Regions from separate parts of the Hordeum vulgare genome. Here region 1 is linked to region 2. A link is a contact called in public Hi-C data. All regions are on one chromosome and are shown on one strand. The core of a region is the stretch at or near the end of the contact, and the rest is flanking DNA. Distances in the headings are between cores, read along the strand shown.

The links. A called contact is a pair of places that touch in the nucleus more often than the background predicts.
Region 1: a Hi-C map of seedling shows a contact between it and region 2, with 4 times the contacts expected there. The contact joins the promoter of LOC123443930 here to the enhancer-like site in region 2. A contact is called at or near these places in 1 of 6 Hi-C or Micro-C datasets (seedling) and 1 of 1 datasets of contacts at active chromatin or transcription factors (embryo).

The regions. Positions count from the first base shown.
Region 1 is chr3H:386,213,132-386,219,390 of MorexV3_pseudomolecules_assembly, reverse strand. It overlaps LOC123443930 (probable receptor-like protein kinase At2g42960), which reads right to left and starts at 1,352. Exons shown (of 9, transcript XM_045120493.1): 1 at 988-1,352; 2 at 820-867; 3 at 1-503. The coding sequence starts at 434.
Region 2 is chr3H:385,515,813-385,522,298 of MorexV3_pseudomolecules_assembly, reverse strand. It overlaps LOC123443928 (glycerol-3-phosphate acyltransferase 1), which reads right to left. Exons shown (of 2, transcript XM_045120492.1): 2 at 1-754. Among protein-coding and RNA genes, the nearest start is that of LOC123443928, 6.9 kb to the right of the region's middle. Within about 2 kb of position 4,943, at least 1 of the 3 cell types and tissues checked has open chromatin away from gene starts, as enhancers often do. A contact at or near this core is called in seedling, where this site is marked.

The DNA of each region.
Region 1 (6,259 bases), core at 103-2,602, 700 kb before region 2:
TTCCCCGAGCCGGCATCTTCACCGGAATGCACGCTGCCAACCCGGTCCACATTGCACACGGAGCTTCCCTGGCTCACGTTATCGTGATCCGAGGACTTGCTCAATGCCATATGCCCCGCTGCCTTCCCCGGCTCCCGATTCGCGGCGTGCTTGTCCTGCGTTGGGAGGCTAGGCTGCTCACGTTCATGCATCGTCTGCGCAAGGCTGCGCCCACCGCCCACCCTGTCCACCGGGATCTCCTTGGAGTAGATGGGGATCTGCGTCTGGCTCAAGTTCTCCATGGTTCTCTTTGTCTTGCGACGGGACGCCGCCCAGATACATATCATCAGCAGAATGGCCACTAGGAGAGCGACCACACCGATTGCAATCCAGACCCACAATGTAAGGCCAAGAACCTTCCTCGTCATCTCTGAACTCAGACCGGTGGAAACCATGGCGGCAGCCGGCAGTGTGCTAAATTTTGGCACTGCTAGGCATCAGCAACTGTGGACGAATTCTTCTCCCTGAAGGACAGTAGTAAACAAAGTTAGATACGGTTAGGTTGTTGCTGCATCGAGACAATTAACACATCTCGTGTTACAAACAAGCATCTCTGTCCTTGCAAGAGAGAAAGAGAGAAAATCTCCTTGGACGGACGATTTCTGTCCTGTACAATAATTGCTCCGACAGGCACGCACGCGTTTTTTTTTCTTGTCTGCAAGATGCATCGATCTGAGGAGCAAAGACTGGTACTACAATGGAGTGGCAAGAAGGGGAACGAAGATGTCTGATCTCAGTATGGCAGTAGGGCCAGTTGAAAAGGAAATCAAAGTTTATTACCTCTTTGTGCAGCAGAAGCTCCATCCACTCATTCGTCAAGCAAAGAACCTGAGCAAACAAACAAACAGAGAACCATCAAAGAGGGGAAGAAGCGAAATTAAGACGACCCGTAGCGAGCGCTTGATGAAGCTAGAAAGTTGAGACCGGAAAATGCAAGCAAGAACCAACCGCGCGTAGCAAAGCTTCAGAAGAATCCAGCCAGCCTGTGGCAGCAATGGCGAAGGGGGAATCCGAGAGAGAGAGAGAGAGAGAGGTGAGAGGGAGTAAAAGGGGGGAGGATTGGAAGGTGGTGGATGTTGCAGGTGTGACAATTAAAGGCTGGATGAGGAAGACGCGAAGCAGAAACGGGTGAGGGAGGCGATTAAAGAAATGGCGTGGTAGACTGGTGAAAACGGGCGAGAGGAGATGGAAGAAGAGCAGAGAGAGAGAGAGAGAGGTGGAGGGGAGGCAATGTGCTGGTCTGCAGGATAAGGTCAACTGGCAGAATATAATAACTGCATGTATTAGCATGGCGCAGAAAGAGGGTTCATGGATTCAGGCTGGCTGGCTGGCTCGGGACAGCCTTGGCCACTATCTTTTGCTTCCCCCGCCCGCCGGGTCTGCAAATTCTTGGTGCATGCCGGGGCACGCACAGCTGTCGCGAGCTGGTCATCAAATCCCCTCGGGCTTCCCCGGATCCTCTGCGCCAGTCTTTGCCTAGGATATGTTAGCGGATGCTATGCTCTAGTCTGCGGGTCACAAACTTGAAGCGCATACCCCGCATTCCACCCCGATTCACAAAATAACCGTCAAAATGCGGATCGGGGCGAAAAAACTTGCCCGATCAGACCCTGCATCCCGCTCTGGCCCGTTAATATTTTTACGGGGCGCGGCAAAACTTCTCCCCCAACCTCTAGTTTCACGGACTCGGAGGTCGACCCGAGCTCAGCCCCTGTCCGCAACGAGATTTGGCGGGAGGGACATTTCCGCGCGGCCTTTCCCGCTCCCCCACCCCGCCGCCACCATTGCCTCGCCACCGCACGCTCCGGTGCATCCTCCGCGGCCGTCCCTCGCCGCCATGGACGCATCCTTGCTGCCCCCCGTCACCGTCGAGGTCGCGCATGCTCCTTCTCCTCGGGCGGATCTCATCGCCGGCCATGTTGGCCCCGCCGTCGCTCAAGCTAGTGTCGTGCCTGCCCGCAAACGGCAGGGCAACGTGGTCGTGCAGGGCCGAAATCCGGCAGCCCCCGTCGTGAAGGCTCGCGCTCCAGGCGCCAACGCTGTTGCGCGATCTCGGCCGACGGCGGAGAAGGTCACCAAGGCCGCGGGCAGCAAGAGGAAGAGGATTCTGGCTACAAACAAGCCGCCTCCTTCATCCTCTCACTCCATCCCGGAAAGAGATGCCTCGGCGATGTCGTTCAACGGTGCCGCTCCCCCCGCAAGTGAGGTGTTTGACGAAATGGCCAGAAGGTATGCGTCTTCGGTCATGGCCATTTCCTTTTGTTTTCGCCATTTGTTGCGGTAGCTCGTGACTTGTTAATCGTTCAATATAGCGGTGGTTCAAACAATCCAACTTCCGAGTTTGTGAATTTGTTGGACACCAATGTCGTTGACATTGATCAAGCCCCGTTCGCCACATTCGACTACAATGAAACGGAGGGCGGCGTGGATGATCATGGTTGTGAGGACGATTTGGCGGAGATCGAAGCGGAAGCGTATGAGTAATCGCAATCAAAATCTGGGAAAATCCAAAGATCGAAGAACTACACGATGTTGGAAGATCAAGCTTTGATACAAGCATGGAGTGCAGTGTCTCTTGATGCATGCACGGGTACTTCTCAAACCGCCAAGAGATATTGGCAAAGGATCGAAGATCAATACTTCTGCATTATGGCAAAGTATCCCAATAGGACTCCACGCACATTTCGGTCGCTTCAAGGGCGTTGGGAGAATATGAAGCCTATGTGCAGCCGTTGGGCAGCTTGCTTGGAGCAAGTACGCAATGCACCTTCAAGTGGGACCGTGGAATCCGACTATGTGAGTTTGTTTTGCCTTTGTTCAAGTTGAGCATAATCATATTTGCATCATGAGAATTGATTACATCACTTTGTTCACATTGTGTAGGACAAGATTGCCCAACATAGATACAAATAAATGGAATCTTCGGAAGGCAAATTCTTCAAACTAGAACATTGTTGGGAGTTGCTCCAAAAGTGTGAGAAGTGGAAGTTGATCGACAAAGAATCCCCACCGAACAGAGGCTCGCTTACAAACATGGATGAAGATGAGGATGATGATGGCCCAAGAAATTTGAACAAGCCCGATGGCGACAAGAAGACTAAGGAGAAGATGAAGAGAGAGCAAGAAGCATCGAGCTTGAGGGAGAAGATTGATGCCATGGTGCAATCAAACGAGTTGATGTTGTTGAAGTCATTGGAGATCAAGAAAGAGTTGGTCGAGAAGAAGGCAAAAGAGAAGGAAGAAAAGTGGCAATTGCTCAAAGAAGAGGGGCTCCGGAAAGCTGCCATTAAGGAGAGAAGAGCACGCGCCGCTGAAAACAAATCAATGTCCTTGTTGCTCGCCGAAGAGAACAAGATCATGTCAATGAACCGCGATGACATGGACGACCTCACCAAAACATGGCATGATATGGCAAGGAGAGAGATCTCGAAGAGGAGAATGGTCGTGTCGGCCGGCCCGTGTTACAGTTCCGGAGATATTTCTCTGCTCCATATGGTGGCAATGTCGATGGCTTCGGTGCGGGAGTTGGGACAAGCGCCGGAGGTGGATTTGGTGGTGTTGATGAACTTCAAGATAGACTCGATGGCGCGAAGTGAAGATCGACCAAGATGATGCAAGGCCCTCTTTTGCGTTTGTCGTACCGAACTTGGATTTTATTTGTTTGAATTTGAACTTATTTGTGGGAACTTATGTCAAATGTGAGAATTGAGAATTTTATGTTTTCGGGTCGACGCGGCGGTGTCCGAACAGACCCCACAAAAGCCGACCTGTATAAAAGCATATTCCGCAAATATACTTTTCTACGGGTCCGTTTGGGGGGTCTGCATCTGCGGCCGTCCGAGCCAGCCCGCAAAAGTGGTTTCCCCCGAACTGCAAACGCGTTTTGCGGGCCGGTCGGATGCGGGGTCTGCTAGAGTTGCTCTCAGAGCATCTAGAGCTGCGAATGACGAGGGGAGAGAGATGCAGAGTGAATGGGCTCGGGCTGGGCATGGGGAGAAACCCCACGCGACGTTTACACCCCATCAGAGAAGAAGCCCGTTAAACCGTTGGGTTTTCACGAGATTTCGTGTGAGACCGGTCATGAGTCAACATGGCAAATGTATTTGCGTCATTTCATGGTAAATTTTTGTGTTTAAACCTTTTGGAGAAAGAAAACTCAGTTTTGACCTCTTTTTGGAAAAAAAATCTAATCTGACCTCTTTACGTGACGCCAACGTCCCTAGCGTCTGGGTTGCACGGGAGACGCCAGGGACCATGGCGTCTGGTAGGGGGGCCGCTCGATCCGCTCCGTTGTTGACCAGCTGACTTGGCAAAGGGCCAAACGCCAGGGGCCATGGCGTGTGGTCCCCAAGACCCAAACGCCACGCACCCTGGCGTCTCGCTCGGGTAACTTACACAGCCCACGGGAGAGTGGGTGGGACCCACCCCACTTACTCTCCCCAATCCAGCCCGAGCTTTCTCCTCCTACTCTCATTTTCCCCTCTCTCCAAACCTCAACTCCCCCCCTCAAATCCTCTCCAAAAGGTTGTTTCCTTCGGTGGATCTTTCCATCACCTTGTTGCTTGTGGTAATCTCCTTTGATACATCAAATTTGTTCTTTGCTTAAATCTTGTTATTTGCACATATTTTTGAAATCTTGGAGAAACCCTAGTTCATGCCTTTTCCCCTAATTTTTGGTGTCTTTTAGGGTTAGCTGGTTTTATAGTTGGTAATATGGATGTGCTTGTTGTAGCTATAAATATTAGCTTCATGAGTAGAAAGTTTTAAATTTAGGGTTAATTAGTGTTTAGGGTAATGTCATTAGTGTATCTTAACTAATGTCACTAGTGTATCTTAATTAGTGTTTAGGGTATTGTCATTGATGTGTTTAATTCATTCATGGTGTCTTTAGATGGGGAGACTTGTTAATGTTCATTATATGGACAAGGAGGCATTCTTGACTAACAATGCCGATGCCGATGAGGAAGCAATTGTTTTCGGTACAAGTCCTAGCTATGATGAGCTTGTTGCAAAAGTGAGACATGTTTTAGAGTGGATGGACCCCAATGATGGTGTTAAGTTAATAGGAAGGTATGATGTTGGAGTTGGAGCCAAATTTCGCTTGAAAAGTATGCCTATCACCTCTAACTTGCATTGGGATGTGTACAAGGAAAAAGTTTCCCATGATAAGACAAGTCACTTGAACTGTTTGCCACCAAGGTTGAAGCTTCGCGGTTTGCAATTGACTTGAACCGGCCCGTGTCTACCCCAATGACCGAGAGGAGAAGTGTGCCTTTTGTTGAGGATAGTATTGTGATTGATGCCTCCAATGCTTATAGCCAAGCACCAACTAGCCAAGAAAATGACGTTGGTTTTGTATGGCACTAATGCTTGTAGCCAACCACTAACTAGCCAAGCAAATGAAGTTGATGTGATTGCTACTGAGAAAATAATTCAAGAGGATGGTGATGTTGGTGATGATGATGTTGATATGGATGAAGTAGAGGAAGGGTTTCCTGGTATTGATATTGGTAACTTGGATGCGTACATAGCGCAAAAGGATATGGATCGTGAGTTACCTTTTAGGCGTCTATATGGGTATGACTCAGATGACGAAGGTCTTTAGGAAGAATTGGACGAGGATGGATTCACGAAGGAGGAAAACCAAATTCACTTCGAGTTGACTGGCTTGGAAAAAAGAAAACACGTGTTTCAAGATCTAAGCCTCGCTCATAAAGCCGTAGTTGATGGTGGCATGAGAAACACGACGATTGAGCCAACACCTTACCCTCATCCAGGGGAACCAAGGGATGAGGATGAGGATGAGAATGCTTATTTGAAGAAAGGAGTGAAGTTTCTCACTTTGGATGACATGAAGGTTTGGTTGTCTGACTATGCCATTCGGAAGCACGGGCCATTTTATGTTGAGCACTCCGACATAAATTTGCGGTTCACCGTGAAGTGTGCGAAAGGAGATGAAGGATGCCCATGGAAGGTTCGTGCAAGAAAGTTAGGAGAAACCGGATAATGGGTGTTAAGAAGTTGTGTTCCCACTCATTTTTGCAAACCACCAAAGAAACGTTATCGTATGACACACCGTCAGCTCACGTCCGAGTACCTCGGGTACAAAATTATGAAAGACATAGCTGTCGATCCCACTGTCAAAGTGAGGTTTCTCATGAGGACAGCGAAAAACTATATGGTCATGAAGTCAAGTATGGGAAGGCATGAAGGGCCAAGG
Region 2 (6,486 bases), core at 3,694-6,193:
AGTTGGCTACCTCGGCGCCGGTCCTCCCCCCTGCGCGCGTCTGTTCCCGTGGCACGGCGCCGAGGAACTCCACCCTGTACGCAGGCACCGGGTTGGCGAAGAAGGCGACGGGGTCGAGCCACTTGTGGCCGCTGGCCGTGGTGCCATACAACGACGTGACCTGCGCGTCCAGCGCCACGGGCTCCATGTCGTCGGCCAGCTCGGCGAACAGCGGGCTGAACCGCAGCAGGTAGGGCTCGCGGCAGGTGGTGCCCTCGGGGCACACCGCGAGGTCTCCCTGCTCCAGCAGCCGCGACATCATGGCGGCGTCCTGGTCGCGGTCACGCGTCAGCCGCACCGTCTTGATGGGCGCGATCATCTCGGAGAGCCGGCTGAGGCTGTACGTCACGGCTGGCACGGCCCTCTGCAGCGCCGCGGTGAGCATGATCGGGTCCACCAGCGTCCGGTGCGTGCACACGAACAGGACGCCCCTGCGCTTGCCGCCGGCTTCCCGGGTGCGGCGGCCGGAGGTGCGGAAGCAGACTCCGGCGAGCGCGCTGGCTGCGAAGCTGATGTTGTAGGGCAGGACGATGCCGATGGAGATGCGGATGACGGAGAGTATAAAACCTAGCGGCAAAAATAGGAAGAAGGCGAGCATAGCAGGGGCGGTGGGCAGAAAGACCAGACGTCCGTCGTGGAAGATGAGCGGCTTCGGGTACCTCTCTCGCGGCAGACGGGCGGTCTTGCCACTCGCCAAGCTGACCACGTAAAGCTCCTGCGTTCAACCACGCGACCGATCAAGCCTCGGTAATAACAGTGAAAAAAATAAATGTTCTCCCCGATTTTGAAGAAGACGTTCTGAATTTGAATTTAAATTATGTTCCTGAATTTCAAAATATATTCATAAATATATGAATTGCCATAATGACCTTTGGGAGGAAAATTATTAATTCCAGAACCGAATAAAGGCGTGTGTTATCCTCTAATGTGAATTAAAATTTAAGCAATGATTAGTCTCAATGATGACATTCGTGTAGTACGTTTTCCAAACTAACTAAAATGGCAATAATATACTTCCTCTGTCCCAAAATAACTGTCTCAACTTTATACTAAAGATAGTACAAAGTTGTAATAAGCTTAAGGCATTTATTTTGGGATGGAGGGAGTAGGTGTAAATGCTTCTCCCAATCCCTCATGTTAGCCCTCTTTATTCGATGCATGGTTTAGAAAAGGTTGAAAGATAATCAATTTTTGTATAAAACTATTTTATACCAAAATATTTGATGCATACTACTTTCGATCCTCTCAACAAGCAACTATACCAACTTAACATATCACCTTGCATGAAAAAAGAACTACATTAACATGCTCCAAACCTGCTAGTTATAATGACTATGTTCTAATGCTATACAAAAACAACATAATTTTGTGCGTGTTGCAATTGAAAAAACATTGTAAGGGTTAGCCAGTGATTTACCTGATCATATTAATTTGACTGTGTAAAAGTGCTTTGTTATGTAAACATTTGTTTGGTAATTAAACATTTATTTGCTTACTAAAGAAAATAAAAATTATTTGATAAGTAAGTAAGAGGTGGGCCAGTTTAAGCAGCTTTAAGGGAAAATCATACGAGAAACTAGAGTTTTTTGCGACGGAAAAGAATCAATAAGGTGAAGAGAGAAGGGAACATAGATTAAGTTGGACGAGAGATTAGTGGACAAAATTTTTCATTCTCTTTAAATATAGGAGAGATGAAATACAATAACTCGTAATTTGGTTTCAGTTCTTATATTAATATCATAAATAAAAATCTACTTCCTTCATTTTATAATGTAGTGCGTTCGCGCTTTTCAAGATCTAAGTTCAACCATATATTTAACCTACAAGACCGATTGCGGCGTAAGCAAAAATTATACCGTTGAATTCGTATTTTCGATAATACGAATTTGTATAATTTTTTGCTTCCGCCGCAGTCGGTCTCGTTGGTCAAATTTATGATCAAATTTAGATCTCGAAAAACGAGGTCACATTATATTATGGAATGAAGAGAGTATCATATAACCAAATATCATTAAAAATAATTCTAATCAATTCCCACAACAATAATACGGGGTACAATTTCTATTTTGTAGACGACAATTCAGATATTTCTACAATGAATGGTTTCTCAAGCCAAACACAATTTACACACCGTTCATGGTTGGATTGTTCCTGAATTAAAGGCATTTTAAAATGAAAACAAAATTTAACATGTACATGCTAGTAAAACTAGGAAAAGGGTCCGTACATTGCAATGGGTGCATAATAAATTTATTAATTGGTTAACCTTAATGCCATAAACTTATATTTTTAGTATTTGTATGCAACATATAATATTGTTGGATTTTTTCCTTTTGGTTAAATTACTCTTAATTTTTTTTCTTCTTCCTACACCCAATCTATTTTTCTCCTAATCCAAGGCTGCTATCACCACTGGTTACACAACCGCTCAAAGTCTTCTGCACATTTTTTTTCTCTTCGGAGACATGGGTCTCTTTCTGGTTTTCTCTTCAAACACACACACACATATTTAACCTGTCATTAACTCACAGCTAATTAATCACGTTTTTATAGCCACCTATAGCAATCTTCTTTTAATTAGCCCATCACATAAGAAATAATAAGGAATCCTCTCCTTGTCAGCTCCTTTTCTTCCTTTTTTTGCCAATACAATTCCCGACCGTTTCCTATTCAGCGTTGCAGCATCCGGTTTCTTCTTGTTTCTGTTAACCGGCGCCTGCAGCAGGCTTAGTTGGGCTCGGCCTGCGATTCGAACCTGCAACCTCATCGCCGATGGCGCGGTGCGATCGCTACGCAAACCAACAGGCTGCATTTACCTCACGTGTTCAGCGTCATCTTTCCACCCCTTTCTTGTTATATCTTTTTTCCTATTTTTCTTTTTTCTTTTCTTTCTCGGATAATTCTTTTCTTTTTTAATAAATTGAATGAACTTGTTTTTTGAAAAACTTATGATTTTTTTAAAAATTAATGAACCTTTTTAAAAATAGATGGTTTTTTTTAAAAACAATGATTTTTTATTTAAAATCGGTAGTTTTCTTTTTCAAACTAGATGCACATTTTAAAAATCCGGTGAACATTTTTAAAATTTGACGAACTTATTGAAACAGTTTATAAACATTTTCTAAATTGGTTGAGATTTTTTTAAATCAATTTACTATTTTTAAATTCGACAAACATTTTTCAAAATCAGAGAAGTTTTTTTGAAAATTTGAAGAACGATTTTCAAAATACTTTTAATTTTTATTAAATTTGATGAACGTTTTTCAAAATCACTGTACTCTTTTAAAAATTGTTGAACATTTTTCATAATCCATTAACCATTTTCAAATTCGGTGAACGTTTTACAAAGTCACTGAACTTTATTTCAAATCCAATGAACATTTTTAGAAATTGATAAACTGTTTTAAATTCGATGAACTGTTTTCAGATATGAACTTTTTTCGAAATTGATAAACTGTTTTAAATTCGATGAACTGTTTTCGGATAAATGATCTTTTTTCCAACATCGATGAGCTTTTTTCGGATTCGATGAACTTTTTTCCAAGATTGATGAACTTTTTTTTGAAATCAATGAACTGTTTTATTGTGAACTATTTTTAAAAATGAATGAAGATTTTTCAAAATCGATGAGCTTAGTTTCTAAAATGATGAACTTTTTCTAAAATAAGTGAACAGTTTTCAGAATTGAATGGACTTTTTTATAGTTTGATGAACTATTTTACAAATTACCCAATTGTTTTTTCAAATTTGATGAACATTTTTAAAAACCACGAACATTACTAGTTTTTTGTGTTTTTCACAAATTCAAAAATGCTATCCAGTGCAATTTGTTTCGTAATATATTTAGCCTTTTTTTTAAATGAACTTATTTTGAATCCATGAACTTTTTCCATTGTGAACTTTTTATTGAATACGTGAATTTTTTTGCATGGTCGTAAACTTCATTTGTAATCTATGATTATGAACATGTTTTCGGTTAATTCAAAAAAAATTGGACTGTACATTTAGTGCGCAATAAATAGCACATCTACTATTTTATTCTTAAATGTTTCTCACTAAGAGCAACAACTGACAGATCATTGATCTAGTGGTTAGCTTGTTCGAATCCTGGTCGACGACCATTTTTTCAGAATTTTTACGCGCCGCGCTTGTTCTTGGGCCGGCCCATCTAGACAAGACTGTGGGATTTGGTTGCGTTCCCGGAGCTCCCAAATTCCCGCGGCTTTCCTTCCTTTTCTTGCCTACATAATCCCCGCGTAGATGCCGCTTCTTTTCTGCCTTTATTTTTATTTCCTATAATCCTTTATACTTTTTGCAAGTAGTTTTCAAAATTTGTGAACATTTCTAGAAACATTTTTTTGAATCGGCGAACATTTCTAGAATCAACGAGCAATTTCAAAAATTAAAGATTTTCTTTTAGAAATGCATGACTTTTGTCGTATCAATGAACAAATTTTGAATTAATAAATAATTTTGTATGTTACGAACATTTTTAAAAAATTTATGATTGTTTCAATTTATGAACATTATTTGAATTGCTGCAGTTTTATTCAATTTTAACAATTTTTAGTACCCGTTATTTTACAAAAATAATGTACTTTTTTACTTTTGAGTATTTTAAAAACATTTGTGAAAGTTTTTGAATATGCGAATAATTAAAAAAATAAAAGTAGCAAACATTTTCTGAGCCCACAAACATTTTTGAGTTGTGTAAAATTTTATTTCAAATTTATCTATTATTTTTTGTTTTCCCATAAGTTTTTTGAATGATCAAATTATTGAATGTAGAACACTACAAAATAAAGATGGAAAAAACGAAAAATAAAGGCCGCCCTGACATGGACGACCCGAACAGGATCGTTGTGTCTTCCCCCAGCATGCGGAGCGCAGTATAGGACACCAACTGCATGGGCCGGCCCAGACCGGGATTCTCCGGTGTAAACCCTTTTTTCACTTACGAGCGAGATTGTGGGTAATTATTGACGTTTTTAGGGGTAACTTGAATGACGGACTACCAGAAAGTGCTTTATTATTTGATAAAGATATGTATACAGCACAATATTTAATGAAAAAATGTCTTTTATTTTGCTTGAGTGAAAAAGACACACTTGAGTGCTTCTAAATAGCTTTTCATGACATATTTTTGGTCTTCTACGCACATGGCAAAAAAGTTATCTTTTCATAGAACCTTTTTTCGCGCATATAAACTGTGGGGATGTACGCGTGGAAGAAAAATTGGATTGTTTGTCATTTAGAAATATGTTTTCCGAAGTGAATTCATGTGTACTCGGATTCATCCATGTTTTATTTGTAAGAACGGACCAAAACTACAACACAAAACAGACCATGCACCACCTTGTCCGTTTGTTTTGAAAAAATATATGCAAAATGGGCAGATAGAGGGGAAACAAAACGACCTCCCACAATTTTCTCCTCCCCACATGAGCACTCCCGCGTCTAGGGTTTCCACACCTCATGTGTGCCGCCGAGCTGCCTCATTTCTGTAGCCTTAGGGCAAAGGAGTAGTGGCAGATCCCGATCCTTTCTAACAAGAGGAACTTTGCTTTGATTTTTTATGTTATTAGTCTATTTAGGGCTTGTCTATTTAGCTTAGTAAGGCGAGGCGACGACAGCAACTTCTTGAAAATGGAATAAAGTTCTCCCACCAAGCCCCTGTCTCGGCGTTGCGTCTAACATCATCGGAGGGCATGCGCAGGTGTGTCTCTGGTGGATCTAACGAGATGTTGTCGGTGTTTGTCTTTGGCGGATCTTCATGGATATTGTCTCCGCTCCTCTATGCTTGTGTGTCTACATATTGGACCTTTCAATCCACACTTTTCTTCATTGTTGACGTTTGCTAGTCCGGTGCGTTGGTATTTTGGGGGCTTGGCACAATAACTTTTCAACTGTCTACTATAACAAGGTTTATCTTTAGGATGCTTCCTCAAAGGAGGGGGATAATTTATCCTCTTACACATACCATTGTTCACCGTACATGCAGAGGGGGATAATATTACTATATGTATAGTAGGGTGCAAGGAGGATGCATGAGGTCAAAAGTTCACTTATAAACTCATTTTTCGTTGTTTGGAAGAGTGTATGGGCTCTCCTCGGCTATGCTTATGTGATGAATAAAGGCTCATAGCTATGCTGAGACGAGAACACCCTAAAAGTTCGGTCACATAACAACAAGCACGACTCTGATCGCGAAGTCCAAACTCACAGATTCCCACCTACAACCACGAACGTACGAGGAACCCTCACCCCTTGTGACCCCCCTTCTCCTCCCACATGGCCTCGTCTCCTCTCCTGAGCCATGGACAACTCGTCCTCGAGTCCGTTGCTTCTACTCGCTACCATCCGCCTCCCCCATGATGCCCTACTCGCCACCCGCCGCCACCCCTAGTCGTCACTGCCCCTGCCCGCCTCCCAATACTCACATGCTCC